Regions from separate parts of the Mus musculus genome. Here regions 2 and 3 are each linked to region 1. The links are chromatin contacts, called in public Hi-C maps. All regions are on one chromosome and are shown on one strand. Each heading gives the region's core, a stretch centred on a gene start, on an enhancer-like site or on the middle of the called end of the contact. The rest is flanking DNA. Distances are from core to core; before and after follow the strand shown.

Region 1 (2,763 bases), core at 109-2,608:
TGTGCCTCATGTACACAGATGCTGTCTGTCTGGTGCTACACAGGCAGCTCTTGCTTGATTGCTCTGGAGTGTCTGCCTCATCTGCAAAATGAGTGAAATAAAAAAACCCAAGTCAGAATAAGAACTGAGAGAGTGTGAAAGCCACACTTGGGTCACTGAGTCATTGAAAGCTCCCTCTGTTCACGTGTTCCTCCCTGTCACTGCCCTGATGTCACCTAATCCCTTCTGATTTTACTTATTTTGAATTAAAAAAATTAAAAATCCCTTGCATTTTACCCATTTTTTATTAAAGTCACTTTTAAGCTATGTCTTCCAAATGTGCCTGTGGCTTCCTGTCTTAGCAATGTATATGCATTAAAAGTACAGCAACAAATTTCCTTCAGTTCGGGTTTTGTTAAAATACTTTGAATGACAATTCAAACACATTCATCTGTATTTGAAAACTTGATCTGATTAAACTTGGTTTTCACATCTTATATTTGCCAAAGCGTGCTTCATTTTGTGGCTATTTTTTGTTTTTTGTTAGTCTGTTTGTTTTGTTTTTTCAGTGATTGATAAGCTGCTTTGAGAAGAAAACTCAGGACCAGGCTTCATTCCAGGCCACTCAGCCAAAGCCTGGTGTCTTCATCGCACAATCCATGTCTTCTGCCTCAAGATGAAGGGACTCACTCACCGAAGGCTTAAAATGAGGTTTAAGCAAGCACACTTTTCATGCTAAACAAAGCATGCCATCATTTTATTTTACAAGTTATGGGTGTGCTTTTAATAAACTCACCGTCACACACACATACAAAGAAATAAATAGATTTGTTCTGCTTAAACCGGCATACAAAGAGCTTGGAAGGAAGGACAAAAAATCTTTAACACCTCTTAGGCAATGGAAGGGAACTTCACACTTCAGCCTCATGTCAAGAATGTGTGATAACAATTTGACAGGTAGTAAGTGGATTCTGTCCCAGGCCTTGCAGGGAGATGACCCTGGAGCATAATGGTGTGATCTGCAGGCCCTTAGCTTCCTGCCCAGCAGGGGGTAGCCAAGTGCCGGCAACCGGGAAGCAATTCAGTCCTGCAGGAAACAGCCTCCCAGCTAGAAATAGCCCTCTGATTGTAGAAGCCAGCTCTTCTGATTAATGCCAATACTTGAATTATTTGTTCCAAAATAGCTACTCATCCGAGGCCTATCTTGGGATCTGGAGCTTAGGCGACTGTGTCCTTTGAAAAGAGATTTTAAAAAATAAAGATAAGTTATTTACTTGCCCAAGACTTCAACTGAATATTGGGCTGTAAAGGCAGGAGGATTTCATTTTCCTGTTTGAGTCTTCTTTGTCTTCCCCAGTGTGCTAAGGGTATGAGTTTCCACAGATGTGGATAGGCAGGTCTGGTCGGCTGCCCTGGCTCTTTGAGTGCATGGCTGCTGGTAGGAGAGCTTAGCCACTGTCACAGGACATCTCCTCAGAGAACCTGGGAGCCAGCCGGTGACAGAGCTGAGGAGCCAAGGTGATGACTGACAGGAGAGAAGACAGGAGAAAATTCTCCAGTAGGAAAAAGGATGTGTGTTGGGGAGGTGGGAGTGGGGTGGTGGGCTGAGAGGTGACTGCAGAAAGGAGCAGCATCCTGCTGTCGGCCTGTCTGCTGCTCCAGCTACTTGCTGACTGACCTGCCTACTCAGAATGGGTCCTTCTGGCCTTCACATACTCACCTTGTTGCTTCCCGCTCAGGCCATTTTCCGTCAGTGCTGCGTTTCTTTGTTGTTGTATTTTTTTCCCAGTTCAATGAACCCTCACATTATGGGTTTCTGTTGTCATTCTAACCTCTAATACACAACCATTACGTCTTATCTCGTCTTCTAAATTACTTCAAAATCCAATTACAAAACCCTTTCTCCTCCAAGAGCACACAACTCTCCACATTACTGAAATGCCGGGCTTTGCTTTGTCTTTCTAAATTAATAATAGCTACCATTTTCCGTCTGTTCTTTCCGAGGGATTCGGTTATATCACCACATAGACTAACAAAATGCCGATTATGATTCTTTTGCCTTTTTGATGGGCTACAAAAAAGCTAAAGATAATTTCCCAAATATTCATAAAAGATCTGTCAGTTTTTAGAATCAACTTTTTGAAACTCAATCTCTAAAGAAGACAGCATTTTAAAATCAGTTAAAATTTAAATTAAATCAGCCAGATTTTCACCCTTGATTTACATTGCAGAAGCCAGTCTCTTCCAAAGGTTTTAGACATTTGAATAGGTCTGTTTGTTTTCACAGTGATTTTAATAACACAAGTGAATATTTAATCCAATCAATGTCATCGTAATTTTCTCTAATCTAAGGAAAATGGCTGTCTTAAAGGCAAATTTAAATTTTAGTGAATTATAAAATATTTTGGTAAAAGTGAACATGCCAAGAACATTTTAGGAGAAACTTTTAACACATTGAGAATATGCATTTTTGTTTGTTTCTTTTCTTTTGCCTTGATTCTTCTGACAGAGGAGAGGCATAATTGTGACTCATATTTGGAAATTGCTTTTAGAAAATGATTTTCAATTCAAATCTAAATTTAGCTTCGGAAATATTACTTGTTTAAATGTTTTATAATCACAAACATGAAGCAGAACTGTAACTTCTCTCTCTCTCTCTCTCTCTCTCTCTCTCTCTCTCTCTCTCTCTCTCTCTCTCTCCCCCCTTTCTTTCTTCCTTTTTTTCTTTCTTTAAGATAAGGTCTCACTATTTAGCTCTCGTTGTCCTGTAACTAGGTATGACCA
Region 2 (2,763 bases), core at 163-2,662, 340 kb after region 1:
TACATAATATACATATATTATGTATTATATACATATACTATACATAGAAAACTCAAGAACAACATACATGGACAGGAGTATAAAGAATGTGCAGCTTTAGATGGACTGAGATTTTGTTCCGTTCCTTCATTTTAGCTTCTCCTTTTGCCTTTGCAGATGTACAACACAGAGACGATCAATGAATAATTGAAACCTAAGTGAAGGCCTGCTCAAGAGACAAGAGAATCTGAGATATTGGGTAAGTCCCTGAGCTAAGAACAGTCTTGCCTGGATATGCTGTGTCTACTTCTCTCAAGAGAGATGTTGGCTTTTATTCTCATCTGAGGAAACCAGTGTTCCTGACAGGTTGTTTTGAGAGTGGACTCTTGACAGCTGTGTTCCATCAAGCATTTCCACATGGACACAAAGATCCCTGTTTGGGCCTGTGGTGAGTGTGTCAGCAGATCTATGTAATTGGGAACCATGCTTTTTGAATGGAAAAGAAAGTGTCTGGACATAGAAATATGTCTCTGATTATCCTCCTACCACTCTGCATGAACAGGTTTGCAGGCATTTCTTTCCTAGCTCACTGGTTTATTAAAGTGATCCCTGTCAGGTGGAGGCAAGTCAACCAACACAGGCAATAAGCCTGACTTGCTCAGGGATGTGACAGATAAGGTTCCTGGGATAGCCTCTCTGTGGATATCTGACTTATGTCAATGAAAGCATATTTTATATAAAAATTATAATCACAAAAGGAACTGATTGGCTTTACTTAAAAATACGGTGGAGGCCGTCCTGCCATTTGTCTTAAGGTAATACAGGCACAGCAGAGGTGGCACTCTCACCCTTGACAAGCCAGTCACTGAGTTCCTGATGCTGCTGCTTGAGGAACTCAAGTATTTCTAAAGGGAATCCTAAGTAGGAAGCAGCTACACTGGAGGAGGGGATGGTGAGAAAAACATGGGTCGGCATGCATAGCTATGCTCATATTCAATCTGAGAGTGTCCAGGATCACTGCAGAATTTCAAAGCTAGAAGCCTGAAGAAATATTAGCAATTAATTAGCGGCTGAGTTCAGAAAAGCCACTGTAGTCTCCGATGGTCTAATTCTTCAGGAAAGAAACAAAGCATTTCCATTCGCTGCTGAGAAGCACCCCCGTGCAGTCTGGAAGGGGCATTTTGTTGAAGGCTGGCACTTGCAAGAGGGTAGTGATTCATATTATGAAAAAAACTAGACATTTTTTTTTAAAGACACAACTTGGTAACTAATTTTTGTCTCTCCCTGTCAGGGTAACCGTTTGAATGTTAATTTAATTTTACAGAATATCATTTATGTAAATGTAATTAGAAAGGAAACATGATCTGGAGATGTGCAGCACCAAAGAAAATTTATTACTCCAAGGGGTATTGCTCTAATCACTCAACTGCAATATCGAGTTTCCCCAGATTTAATCTAAAAGCAATAAATTACAAAAGGCTAATGCCCTGCCCAACAACAAGCTGTCAAGAACCCACGTTTCAGGGAAGGAAACCAGAAGGAGGAAGAGGTGGGAAGGCCTGACTTCATCTTAGCAACAGGCTATCAGCGACTTCATATTTCTTGATATGAAACTTGATACAGACCACATTGCTAGGGAAGAAGAAAAAATAAAAAGGAGTCATTCCAAACCAAATTAAAAAAAAAAAGTTAAAATGTGTGTGACCTCCACTGTTTTATAGCTTCTTTTTTCTAAAGTGTGATAGGGGGATATGCTTTTGTTAAAAACAAAACAACAATAACAACAACAAAACACTGTTACAAATCAAATACTGGAAACTCAGAGTTCATCATTCATCAAGAACAAAGGAAGGTGAATCCAAGAAACTTGCAACAGACCCGGTTCTTTGCCTCATGGAGCTAAGAAAAGGAAAGACACAGTTTGATGGATGTCAGGGCCCGTGTTGCATTGCGTTATGTACATCCTGGGAAGCCAGTTCTCTCGGAGAACCTTGCCAACACCAAAGAGCTGAGCCTGGAAAAGGAAGCCTCCCATCTCCTCTCTTCTTCATGTTTAGTCAAAGGTTATGACAGAAATAACTAGGCTGAGGGTTAGCTCCGTGTTATGCAAGACACATACCTGAACTCAAAAATTATTGGGGCTATCTGGTCGTTTTTAAGGTATTCAACAACTGTCACAATGGAGAAAGAAATAAAACCATCAATCTGGCTGCCCAAAGGAAACCTTTAATGAAGTGTTTAAAAATTCCACTGCCTGAGTTCTACCACAGAGCAATTAAATTAGGAGTCAATATGGTTAGGACTCAGGCTTGGGCATGTTTTAAAAGCAACCTTTGTGATTTTAATGTGTAGACCACAAAGAAAATGACAGCCTTCGATAAAGCTGGCTGGCATGCAATGGGAAACAGTTTTGAAGGGGTAGGGGTTCTGTAGGTTACTCTGTCACAGACACATCCCCGTGGATGGAGATGTCTGAGATGCAACAAAAGACAACTGTGAACTCTGATCAGTTGGAAAGAGCAGTCTACAGCAGCCGGCTAGGAGGGGAGTAGTGCTGGCAAGCAGAGCCCAACGATTTCAGTGTGGTTTCAAAACTTAGACTTCTTCTACTCTGTTTTTCGTGCCTAACAAGCATCCCAAGGGTGTAACCTGCCTCACCTCCTTTGAGCTGGGAGCAGAGCAATATCATTAGGGGGAAAAGGCAAGTCCTGAAATAAACTTTATATTCCTTTCATTAGCAATAACTACCAACGTTTTGTTGCTTCTATATTTTCATCCTGGAAT
Region 3 (2,763 bases), core at 101-2,600, 300 kb after region 1:
TGTGTGCTCTGCTGAGTTTTGCCCTTGGGTTTGTTCAGTACTTCCTCATTATGTCTATGCTCTTCCATCACGAGATGAGAATATTCATCCTGTGCTGTTGTCTGTTAGAAGTATGTAATATGCCTTTTGATTTTGCAGGGAGTCCTAGTCAAGAGATTGCTTTGGTTTTAGAAGGGACTTTAGACTTTCAAGACTGTTAAAGAATGTGAGACTTTTAAAGTTGGACTAAATATACTTTGCAACATGATATGTCCACAAGTCTATGGGAGCCAGGGAATGGAATGTAGTGGTTTAAATCAGAAATGTCTTTCATGGACTCAGGTATTTGAACACTGGTCTCCAGTTAGCTAAGCTGTTAAAGAAGGATGTACAGCCTTGGTTGAAGAAGCACATTGCTGAGGGTAGCTTTGAGACCCCATGGCCTCACTCCACATCCCCTTTGCCCTCTCTGCTTTCTGTGTGAAATTGAAGAAGTAGTCTCTCAGATCCTGACTGACTACTTTCTGACATGCCTCCCACACCACGATGGACTTTTCTTCTGGACCTGTAAGCCAAAATAAACTGTTACATTATCTTGGTCATGGTGTTTTATCAGCAACTGAAATGTTACTAAGCAACTCTAATGAAAAATATCAACCTCTGTGATAAAAACTAAAGTAAAACATCTGATTTTAGATGCTTTCATGTTTACATAATTTCAAAGGATAAGTCAAAATTAAAAATCATAAACTTAAAGCTAAAAACATATAACAAACTGATCCTGAAAATTATTAAATAGGAATAATTATAAGAATAAATATTTGTGAATTGGGGAATAAACATTTTAAAAGTAAATCAAAATCTTATACTATAGTAAAACAAAAACCAAAAATACACCAAGACATTATATTCAGAGGAAACAATTTTCAATTGAATAAATAGTTCCAGATAAAAGCAAAAAGAATTGTATAGTTCTATATTGAAAACTAAAAAAATCTGAATGTACATCCACTAGGGAACCATTAAACCAGAGGCATCCATCCATACCAATAGTATAGTCAATATAATGATAACAGCAGAAGGCATTTGCAAATATTGAAGGAGGCTCATGATGTGTCGTTAAAGCAATGGCAAAATTAAAGGGACAGGAGAAGACATGTTAATCTTGCTTGTACGTCACATGATAAGGTCTGCATTGGAGAATGATGTCAACCCAGAGCTATATGTATGCATGGCTCTCCCTGTGCACTAGCCCAATGGTGTACTGAAGACAGGAACAGACAGCAGCCCTTAGTTAAATCTGTCCTGCTGTAATCATCACAGAAAACAAAATCATACAATTCTCTGGAACTGCTTTCTGCTGAGGTTGCCCTGAGGTTCCGGCTCCTTCTATAGGACAGTGGATTTCTCATTCAACACCCAAGCAATGATCTATCCTTTTTTTTTTTTTTTTTTTTGTAACATAGATGTGAATAACTTATAAGATATTCTTCCATTTCCCAAGGAAACCAAATCCAGTGGAAACACCAGGTTTAACTCCAGAAGAAAAGAAAAGCAACTCACAAACGAAGAATGAGAGCAGCTAATGTGGATGGGCCTGGTGCTGTTTGTCTTCTGGTGCTAATTCTGCTCTCCTGGGAGAGGTTGCAGACAAGGAGTGAGTCACATACCCAAGTGACTTCTTGTGAACCAATCCCCTGATGAATAAAGGAGCCAATCACTGGGAGAGTAGGAGGGACTTCTGGCTTGGACAGAGAAAAAGAGGAAGGAGAGAGTTAGGGCGTTTTTTGGATGGGGATTAACATGAGGACAAGATGTAACTATGAGTGTCTCCCGGTTTCAATGGCAGATCCATCAGGCTTTGACATCAGAGGATTTCGATTTAAGAAGGCTCACAAGATTAGGATTTTAGTTGCTGCGCCCAGCAATTGGGTTGCCATCATTTCTGAACTAAGTTTGTGTTGTGTTTTACTTCTCGCAGCGTCTTGTCTGGGTTCAAGAGAGAAAGTTATGACAGCAAAGCATGGGTTTGCCTGTGGGGGATGTGAAGCATGGGCTTGGCATGGTGGAGAGATTGTGGAGTTCTGAATCAGAGTCTCCATGAGATCAAAACAGGTCAGCCATTGCTTGCCAGTGCCCGGCCTGCCAGGGCAGAGGCACAAGCGTGGGAACATGCTGGTTCCTTTTTAATATTTCCCACAACAAGCAACCAAGGAAACAGGATGCAAACATCCCAGTAATGGAGATTTAAGGAGAGAAAAAAGAAAAGCTTAAAAATTTCTAATCAGTATTCTTGATATCTTGATATGATTGGTGAGAAAGTGCTTTTCTTGATGGGCATCTGTGTTACAAGAGTATTTCACGGGAAGTGGGATGTATGGCCCATAGATTTAAAGCATAATGGATTGTGTCAACACATAAAATACTACAGAAACTGAGTGAGAAAAGTAGAAGACAGTAAAAATGCCTAAACCAGAGGAAAACCATATATGTATTTACAGGATGAAGTGAATGAGTGGTCAGTTACTAGCAGCTGTAGAAGAAGGAACTGCTAAGCACTTTACAGGAGGCGAAAAAAGTAAGGGAAGAAACATCAATAAATAACCTGAGCTAGAGGAAGAAGTTTATCAAAAGTTTATCAAAGTTTATCAAAGATCTAAATAACTTTAAAAGTCCCACAGTCTTTACATATTCTTAACATTTCAATCTCTTTAAAATATCCATCTCTTTTAAAATTCAAAGTCTTTTTACAATTAAAAGTCTCTTAACTGTGGGCTCCACTAA

The links. A called contact is a pair of places that touch in the nucleus more often than the background predicts.
Region 2: a contact with region 1 is called in a Hi-C map of the N1E-115 cell line, with 5 times the contacts expected there. The contact joins two enhancer-like sites. A contact is called at or near these places in 3 of 484 Hi-C or Micro-C datasets (the N1E-115 cell line, embryonic fibroblasts and nephron progenitors) and 1 of 115 datasets of contacts at active chromatin or transcription factors (vascular smooth muscle cells).
Region 3: a Hi-C map of the N1E-115 cell line shows a contact between it and region 1, with 4 times the contacts expected there. The contact joins two enhancer-like sites. A contact is called at or near these places in 3 of 484 Hi-C or Micro-C datasets (the N1E-115 cell line, embryonic fibroblasts and uterus).

Annotation. Positions count from the first base shown.
Region 1 is chr11:18,150,948-18,153,710 of GRCm38.p6, forward strand. No RefSeq gene overlaps it. Among named protein-coding and RNA genes, the nearest start is that of Gm12018, 56 kb to the left of the region's middle. Within about 2 kb of position 1,359, at least 19 of the 459 cell types and tissues checked have an H3K27ac peak or open chromatin away from gene starts, as enhancers often do. A contact at or near this core is called in the N1E-115 cell line, where this site is marked.
Region 2 is chr11:18,488,584-18,491,346 of GRCm38.p6, forward strand. All of the region lies in intron 1 of Gm12022 (predicted gene 12022), which reads right to left. Among named protein-coding and RNA genes, the nearest start is that of Gm12022, 3.3 kb to the right of the region's middle. Within about 2 kb of position 1,413, at least 2 of the 459 cell types and tissues checked have an H3K27ac peak or open chromatin away from gene starts, as enhancers often do. A contact at or near this core is called in the N1E-115 cell line, where this site is marked.
Region 3 is chr11:18,454,606-18,457,368 of GRCm38.p6, forward strand. No RefSeq gene overlaps it. Among named protein-coding and RNA genes, the nearest start is that of Gm12022, 37 kb to the right of the region's middle. Within about 2 kb of position 1,351, at least 2 of the 459 cell types and tissues checked have an H3K27ac peak or open chromatin away from gene starts, as enhancers often do. A contact at or near this core is called in the N1E-115 cell line, where this site is marked.